2 separate regions of the Triticum aestivum genome follow, and region 1 is linked to region 2. Evidence: chromatin contacts called from public Hi-C data. All regions are on one chromosome and are shown on one strand. Each heading gives the region's core, a stretch centred on a gene start, on an enhancer-like site or on the middle of the called end of the contact. The rest is flanking DNA. Distances are from core to core; before and after follow the strand shown.

Evidence for each region. A called contact is a pair of places that touch in the nucleus more often than the background predicts.
Region 1: a contact with region 2 is called in a Hi-C map of leaf, with 7 times the contacts expected there. The contact joins the promoter of LOC123145528 here to the promoter of LOC123145521 in region 2. A contact is called at or near these places in 2 of 5 Hi-C or Micro-C datasets (both in leaf).

Annotation. Positions count from the first base shown.
Region 1 is chr6D:422,046,808-422,050,620 of IWGSC CS RefSeq v2.1, forward strand. It overlaps LOC123145528, which reads right to left and starts at 1,322. Exons shown (of 4, transcript XM_044564958.1): 1 at 1-1,322. The coding sequence starts at 702. LOC123145532 (a long non-coding RNA gene) reads left to right here and starts at 1,550. Exons shown (of 4, transcript XR_006472318.1): 1 at 1,550-2,164; 2 at 3,332-3,376; 3 at 3,539-3,672.
Region 2 is chr6D:421,415,512-421,419,145 of IWGSC CS RefSeq v2.1, forward strand. LOC123145521 (putative cell wall protein) reads right to left here and starts at 1,739. Exons shown (of 1, transcript XM_044564949.1): 1 at 949-1,739. The coding sequence starts at 1,628. The coding sequence ends at 1,296. LOC123145520 (nuclear-pore anchor) reads left to right here. Exons shown (of 48, transcript XM_044564948.1): 48 at 1-508. The coding sequence ends at 205. LOC123145522 (alpha-mannosidase I MNS5) reads right to left here. Exons shown (of 17, transcript XM_044564950.1): 17 at 3,136-3,634. The coding sequence ends at 3,412.

The DNA.
Region 1 (3,813 bases), core at 72-2,571, 630 kb after region 2:
GAAAAATTCCACAACGGCATCAGGATCTGGGTGCTGTGCTGCGGTGGCCGCAGCCTTGTAGGCGCTGTACTGCCTCAACATAGTTCCCTCAGTGTGTCCTTGTTGCCTTGCCAATTTCATTGCTCCCCAAAGATTGACCTCGGTGAAGAGCAGACAATGCATGGCCTGGTGTTCAGACATCATGCCAAAGTAAGCGCGGATGTAAGCAACGAGGCCACGAAGGGAGCGGTATGCGACGAGAACAAGGCTGCGTGAGCAGATCATGGTGGCCGGAGAGAGCCCTCCTGCCGGCGGGAAGGTCGCGTTGTACCAGAGCGTGTTGAGCACAATGTTGGAGACGGGGTCCGTCGATGGCCCGTAGCAGTGGCCAGCCTTGAGGAGGCACCGGTGGTGGTGCGTACGCAGGCCGTCCGTCGGCAGCAACGCGAGTCCCTTGAGGTAGAATCCGTAGATCTTCTGGAGCAGGGTGCTTCGCAGAGATTTTGTAGGAACGAACGGCGGCGGCCTGTTCAGCTCCAGATGAAACTGCGGTGGTGTTACTCCGGCGAGGGCTCCAAGCTTCCGCCGGGGCTTGATCAGCAATGTGTGGATGCTCTCGATGGCGTTGCAGGAGAGGCAGCCGCCTTCGGTCGCCAGGAGCTGGGACAATTGCTCCATCCGAGAGGCGAGCGAGTAGGACCTGTTGACGAGGGCCCTGGGCATGGGGTGGCAGGCAGCCAAGGCGGCGCACTTGAGGGCCGTCTTGGTGGTCCGGGACGCGAGGCTGAAGCTGCCGCTGGAGTTGCGGTCCTCCTCCACGAGCCGCACTGGCCAGGCAGAGATACTCGAGCGCCTCGCAGGCGGGGAGGCGGGGGAAGTAGCAGGTGAGGAACGCGACGAGCGCCCTGAGCGACCGCTCGGCGATGGGCATGCCGCGGAGGAGGCGGCGGGGAGGCGGCCAGCGCTTGGCCTTCCCGGTGCCGGAGACCGCCCGGGAGAGCGCCTTCCGTCGCCCCCTCCTCGCCTTCTTCTTCTCCTTCTCGCCGTCGTCGGGCGTGGACGTCGCCGCGGCCGCGGGCTTGCGGCGGCCGTAGGAGGAGACGGTGTTGACGATGATGTTGGAGACGGGGTCGGCGAAGCCGACGCAGAGACCGGCCCTGAGGAGGCGCGGGGCCAGCGCCGGCATCTCGTCCAGCGGCAGCCTGTCCAGCGCCGCCGCGTAGAACCCGTTGATGGCCTCCAGCGCCGCCGATTTGTTGCGGGAGATGCGCTTCGAGCTGTCGCATCTGTAGGGGCGATCGGCGTGGGCACGCTCGCTCCGGCGGCGCTTGAGAACCATGGCCGGGAATTTCGCGGCGCTGTGATTCGGGAATTGACGGCCGGGAAGATTGTGCTATGTTTTTTTTTAGTTTGGGAAGATTGTACTATCATGAGGAGACTGGAACGTGCTTTGTGGGCCGGCCAGCCATTGGGCCGCTTTGACGACGAGCGGTGCGGTGGGTTGGGTGGGGTGGGGGACTCGCCAAGGGTGAGGAGGGATACTCCGTATTTCTCTGGGCTAGGGGTAGGCCTGGGATTTCGCATCCCTAGGGTTGCAGATCTAGAGTCATCAAGACCCAGACGCAGCCGCCTGCTGCTCCACTTTTTCACGCCTCCAACCACCCCCTCTCCCTGTCTCTCGTGGCCGAGGAAAGGAATATGGCCATGGAGTCGGATGGGAAATTTTGCAGAGGTGATGCCTCCCCCCTCCCCCTCTCTGCGAAAAAAGGAGGTACGGAGGGCGCCCCGACGAAACCCAATCCTGTCACGCCGTCGTATTGCGGTAAATAATCCTTCCTTTGCATCTTTTCCGTGTATATATAGAGTAATTTGTTTTTCCTCTGATCCTGCAGGTTCTTTAAGCTGGGACGTCACAGATGCATACCAACCCAAGATGACAGGCGCACCTGCACGCTGTCACTGGATCTGCACCAATGGATAGATTGGTGTTTTTTTTCCTTTCTCTGCAGAAAGCAATGATTTGTGTTTCCCAGCTAGCCTGTAGCAAAACAGGTTTTATCGAAGGATTAGTAATTGTATTTTTCAGCGGAAAAGGAAAAGAGGAAGGCTGTGTCCTCGAATTTTTGGATCGATTGATGTTCAGAAGGAGGAGACGGTTTTATTTTCTTCTGCTGCTGGAAAGGAGGTTGGTTGCTTGTCTAAATTTAAGGTCTTGATTGTTTCATCTCTATCTGTTTTAAAGGACGGGGTGTTCATTGCTGCAAAATTTCCAGCTCGCTTATACTCCGTATTGGTTGCGGTCAGTGTTTGTGTGTCTCCTTTATTATTCATATTTTTTACAGCGCAGCTCCCCAGATTCGATGCAAAAAGTAAGATGCGTTTTCTACAAACAGTGTGCTCTGCTCTGCCCGTTACTCTATGTTATTATTACGGTCAGGGTTGATTGATGGGACGCGCACTGTACCGTCCTCGTGATTTCCTGCCAAACCATGCGACTAGCAGTTTTGTCCTCGACCCACTGCATGTTTAGGTGCGCCGTACAGTAACTCTAGGCCGGATACAAACGGACAGGCATTTTCATTTCCTCGCCCGCTCCCGCTGGGGTTAGTGCTTGCTACGTTGTACACCCGTCCGTTCTAAAACACTTGAATTTTTTTAGATTTCACTAAGAGCCCTCCCTTGAGAAACGCCCCCAATAAGTGTTATTTTGGCTTTCCCAAATGATTTAGGGAAGGTTTACATGTGAGGTGCTTTATCAAAACTGCAATGCTAAATCTAACTTTGAGGTCCTACTTGTCAATGTGATGTTATTCTCGAGCGTCGGTGGCGGCTTGGAGGGAGTCCATTGGGAGGGCACTTGTTGGAAGTGGGATGAGAAATCTGATGTGGCACTTGTTGGAACAAGCATTGGGAGGGCCAAAATTTCCAATATTTGAGGGAGATGGGGCTGATTATTGAGACGTCTCAATAATTTACTGGGAAAAGGGAGTCCAGCCGAGCGTATTGTTTGTTCAATTCCCCAAATACGAGAAAATTATTGGAAAAGGGGAGGCTCTTGAAGATGCTCCTAAGTCTGTGTAAAAATATACCGTCATCTACAACACCCAATTAGTTTTATTAGATTCATTTTAATGTATATTCTTATATTATATATATTAGATTCATTTTAATGTATATTCTTATATTATATATATTAGATTCATTTTAATGTATATTCTTATATTATATTTTTCCCTATAAGTTGGTCGACTGAAGGACTTTTGACTTAGGACAAACCTAAAACTTTAAATATTTTGAAGCAGAGCAAGTACTAATTATCGGTTTCTACTTCATTGTGTGTTGTCTTTTGCAGATCTTTCAGCGAACATGATGACAAGCAGATCTTTTAGTGGTTGTGGTATTTTATTGTTCTTTGTACTCAAATTATTTGTCTTTTGTATCCAAACAAATCTTTTGAGCAACTCATAGGGTTTCTACCCATGCAACTTTTTCAACATTTCTCATCGGCTTCGCTTAAGCATCACTAATTGTATATATCTTGTTTGTGTGTCATGTGTAGGTCTGACGAAATCATCTAAAGAAAGGACATATGATGAGAAAATGCATTCACAAGTATTTGAGGGGGGCATTGGTTCACGTGGCCTTCAAGGGATATATTTGGATAAAATTTCCTAGCCCTCCAAAGGCATATTCGTAAGTAACGTCAACAACATAATATTTTGGTTATAAAAGTGAACAAATGGATGAGGATCATAGATCAAACAGATGTCTCTGCATGTTAGATGTAGTATTTTTAGGTGTGGCTAGCTCTCATCTAGATGAGAATTAACTAAA
Region 2 (3,634 bases), core at 489-2,988:
CGCATCTTCTGAACAACAGAATCCCGGTACCGCAGCAGAGAATGTGGGAAGAACAATCAACTTGACGGAGAGGGCAATACAAAACAGAACAAACAGACAAAACAGACTTGTACGGACGAGCACTCCACAGCCTTCCTCTTCCAGGGGTCGTTCTCGAGAAGCCGGGCGCGGACGTGGACGTTCCCGGCGAGGTGGTCAGCCATAGTGAGGTGGAAAAAAATTGGTGTCGTCGCTGGAAACTTGTAGTTGCATCTTTTGCCCAACTACGTAGACTACTTTTTGCCATGAACTACTGAACAAGCTTTGCTGCCGGAGTAAAGCATTGCATGACTAGTAGCCGTCGAGTAAGCAAATATACGCTGCCCGACTCGTTTACAAATGGTATGATACTAAGCGGCTGTGTTATGGCGCGCTCATGTGCGCTTGAATTGCTGTGAGGTCACATCACTAATTGCTACGTGAAACTGGTCATCAATCGTGTCTAAGTTCACCTTATGCGTTAAATTCAGCTCTGGTTTGTTGGCGTTGCGTGCCAGTTGCTGGGGTAGGCGGTGGCTTTCTTAAGGACGCGTGTGGGTTGTTGTCCGTTCTGACTTTTTTTGAACGCATGTACACAAGAGCCATGCTTTTTACACTTTACACTTTCGTTTTCCTTTTGCGCCTTAGGACTTAGTTTAACATGGAGCTTACATTTGCCATATGATGTACTGAGCAATAAAAATCTAAAATCTAGAAAGTGAGTGTCAACTAATCCATCTAGAACATAACACGCCCCGAAAAGCCGTTGGCAGGGCGACACAACTTAAGCCAGAGCCTTTGCCTAGATCACCGAAAACAACGTCCCTTCTAACCAAGGATCAAATTCAGATTTTCACTATGATTGGACCGAACAATGGGTCTTCTTTCATCTATACAAGCTTGTGTTTTTGTGTGGCTAACACAGCAAGCTTCATCATGCATAATACTTCATCATTAATTTATCGAACTAAAAAGAAAAATACATTGAACTACACATTATTGGCAACAACAAAGCAAAGCGAGATATGCGATGGATGCTTCCTTCCTACGCATCCATGCATACCCCATACAGGTACACTCTCCAATCACACACAAAAAACGTCGACAGCGCGCTCGCACGCAGTCGCTGATACATGCATACGCATGCCTTGCCTATGCATAGCAGCTATTTTATTGTAGCAACCAAAAGCTAGCGGAAATTGAATTGTAGCAGGCTAGCTACCCATTGATCGATAGGCGTAACGTGGACGCGTTGGCCGGCCGACTCGATCCATGCATCAGGGGGACTCCGTGGTGGCTGCGGGGCGGAAGGGGTTGGGCACCTCGAAGCCGGGGTTGGGCACCCAGGTGTCGTCGGCGCCGGGGATGAACTGCGCCCTGGCGGCGACCGGGATGCTGTGGTCCAGCCCGCCGATGTCCGGCCTGTAGTGGCTGCCCAGCTCGTACCGCCCGATCCCCGGGATCAGCACCGTCCCCTCCTGGAACGTCTCCGGCCGCTTCACCGCATCCTCCTTCCCGGCCGGGACGTCGCGCGCCGTTGCCGAGCCCGCGCACGCCGCGGCCGCCACCAGCGCCGCGAGGATCAGCAGGGACGCCGACTTGCAGGCCATGTCGATCGAGTGGCTATGTGATCGCGACTAGTGGCAGTAGCTAAGTGAGCCTCTTGCTGCTGTCTCGATCGCTGGCTGTTGCTTTCGTTGTGGTGGATGATGTTGATTGCTCGCCTTGCCGGGCTTATATAGAAGAGCGTGGCGTAAAGGCCACGGGGGAGTTCGCCCGCTGGCGCGCCGCGGGGCGGATGGGAGCTAGGAAAAGGCGGTGCGTTCAATTCGTATGCACGGCGCACGCTGTAACCAACGCCGGGCCGTGCGTTATTGTGCGCGCGCGAGTGAGCAAAAAAGGGCTTCTTCCTAGGGTGTGAATGACGTCGACGAGCATGCGGCGCGAGCGATCGGACGCGGGAAAGGGCCGTACGTGGACGACTGGCAGGGCGCGGTTGAGTTGGTTGCTTGCGTCGTACGTACCGTTCGATTGGGGGCGCGCGCGAGGAGGGAGGGACCCTGCGCCGCGCGGTTGTTGGTCTAGAAGCCATGCCAGGTCCGGAAGCTCCAGCTACCCTCGCCTGCTCTTTATGGCGCCGCCGCGATCGACCACGGGGAGGCTACTTATTTCCTTTCTCTTGCTATATCTCCATTTTGCCACATTTGTGTGGCAGATTTTCCGGACACGGTGTTTTGGCTCCTAGGTGCATATGCACCTATTGTCTAAATACACATTTTGAAAAGTTAAAATTTTTGAAACAAAAATCCCGCGGGTATATCCGGACATTCTATGTGCATGCACAAAGTTTCGGTGAAAAACGATGTTTTTTGCGGCTTGTGCAAAAAAGATAAAAAAATGCAAAATGAATAGTTGTAATGAAGCATCAGAAATTGTCTTTTTTACACAAGCCACAAAAAACCTCGTTTTTCACCGAAAACTTTGTGCACGCACATAGAATATCCGGATATACACGCGAGATTTTTGTACAGAATTTTTCAACTTTTTAAAATGTGTATTTAGATAATGGATGCATATGCACCTAGGAGCCATTGCCCAATTTCCAGATTTTCCAATGTACTACTTGTAGCTTTGATTTACCTAGCTTTGATTCACACCAATAATTATGAACATTTACATTACCAAATCAATATCACTGGATCTATTGAGAAATGCATTTTCATAAATGTATTTATTGGATATTGCATATGTTGATCTTTTCTAAATAGTTCATCAGACTTAAAGCTGTTTAACTTAATACGAAACTAAGTGGTCTTGTATAGATCAAAGGAAGGAATTTTTATTATTCCTGCCCTGCATCGGACATTTGACTTTGCAGCTACATTGTCAGGATTAGGGAAGGTGGCCCAACTAATTTTTTTTTTTTGAATATTTGGCCCAACTAATATTATTGGTGTGAATCTCCATTACAAATCTGACGGCAGATACAGCGTGCAATCACGAACGATTTGCAACTCACAACAAACCAAAGACTGAACTTTATTGTTAAGTCCGCACAAATTAACCAGAATGCACAATGTCTTTAGTATGTTCTTTTTTTTGCATGCACACATGTGCTAAAATAATCAGATCAGATAGTAATAACATATATCGCACAATAAAGTACACCCATATATCGGATGGCAGATACATCAGCATGAAACCTCAAACCAGTATTTGACACGCAGGTTAATTTGGCGAATTCAGACGTCATGAATCTGCTGTCGATGCTATTCTAATGTACAAAGTCAGGCCGAAGCAGGCGGGTAACATTCTATTTTCATGGTGGTGTTTACCTTATTTTGATCATTCTGTGAACGAATGGCGAAAGTATAATCTCTCCAACAACATTGGCTAGTAAACCGCCAGCCACAAGCTGCAGTATCCAGCCATACTGCAGGTTCTCCTCTTGCATGTTACTGACTCTATCCCACAGTCATCGTCGGCCCTGCATCTGTGGCTAGGGAACACATCTGGTATGTGGCACGCACTCTCCCATGGGGAGCCAACGTTCTGCCGGAAAATTGTCTCTGGACAGACTTTGGATGACAATGCGCTCGCACGAATCGGTTGGTTG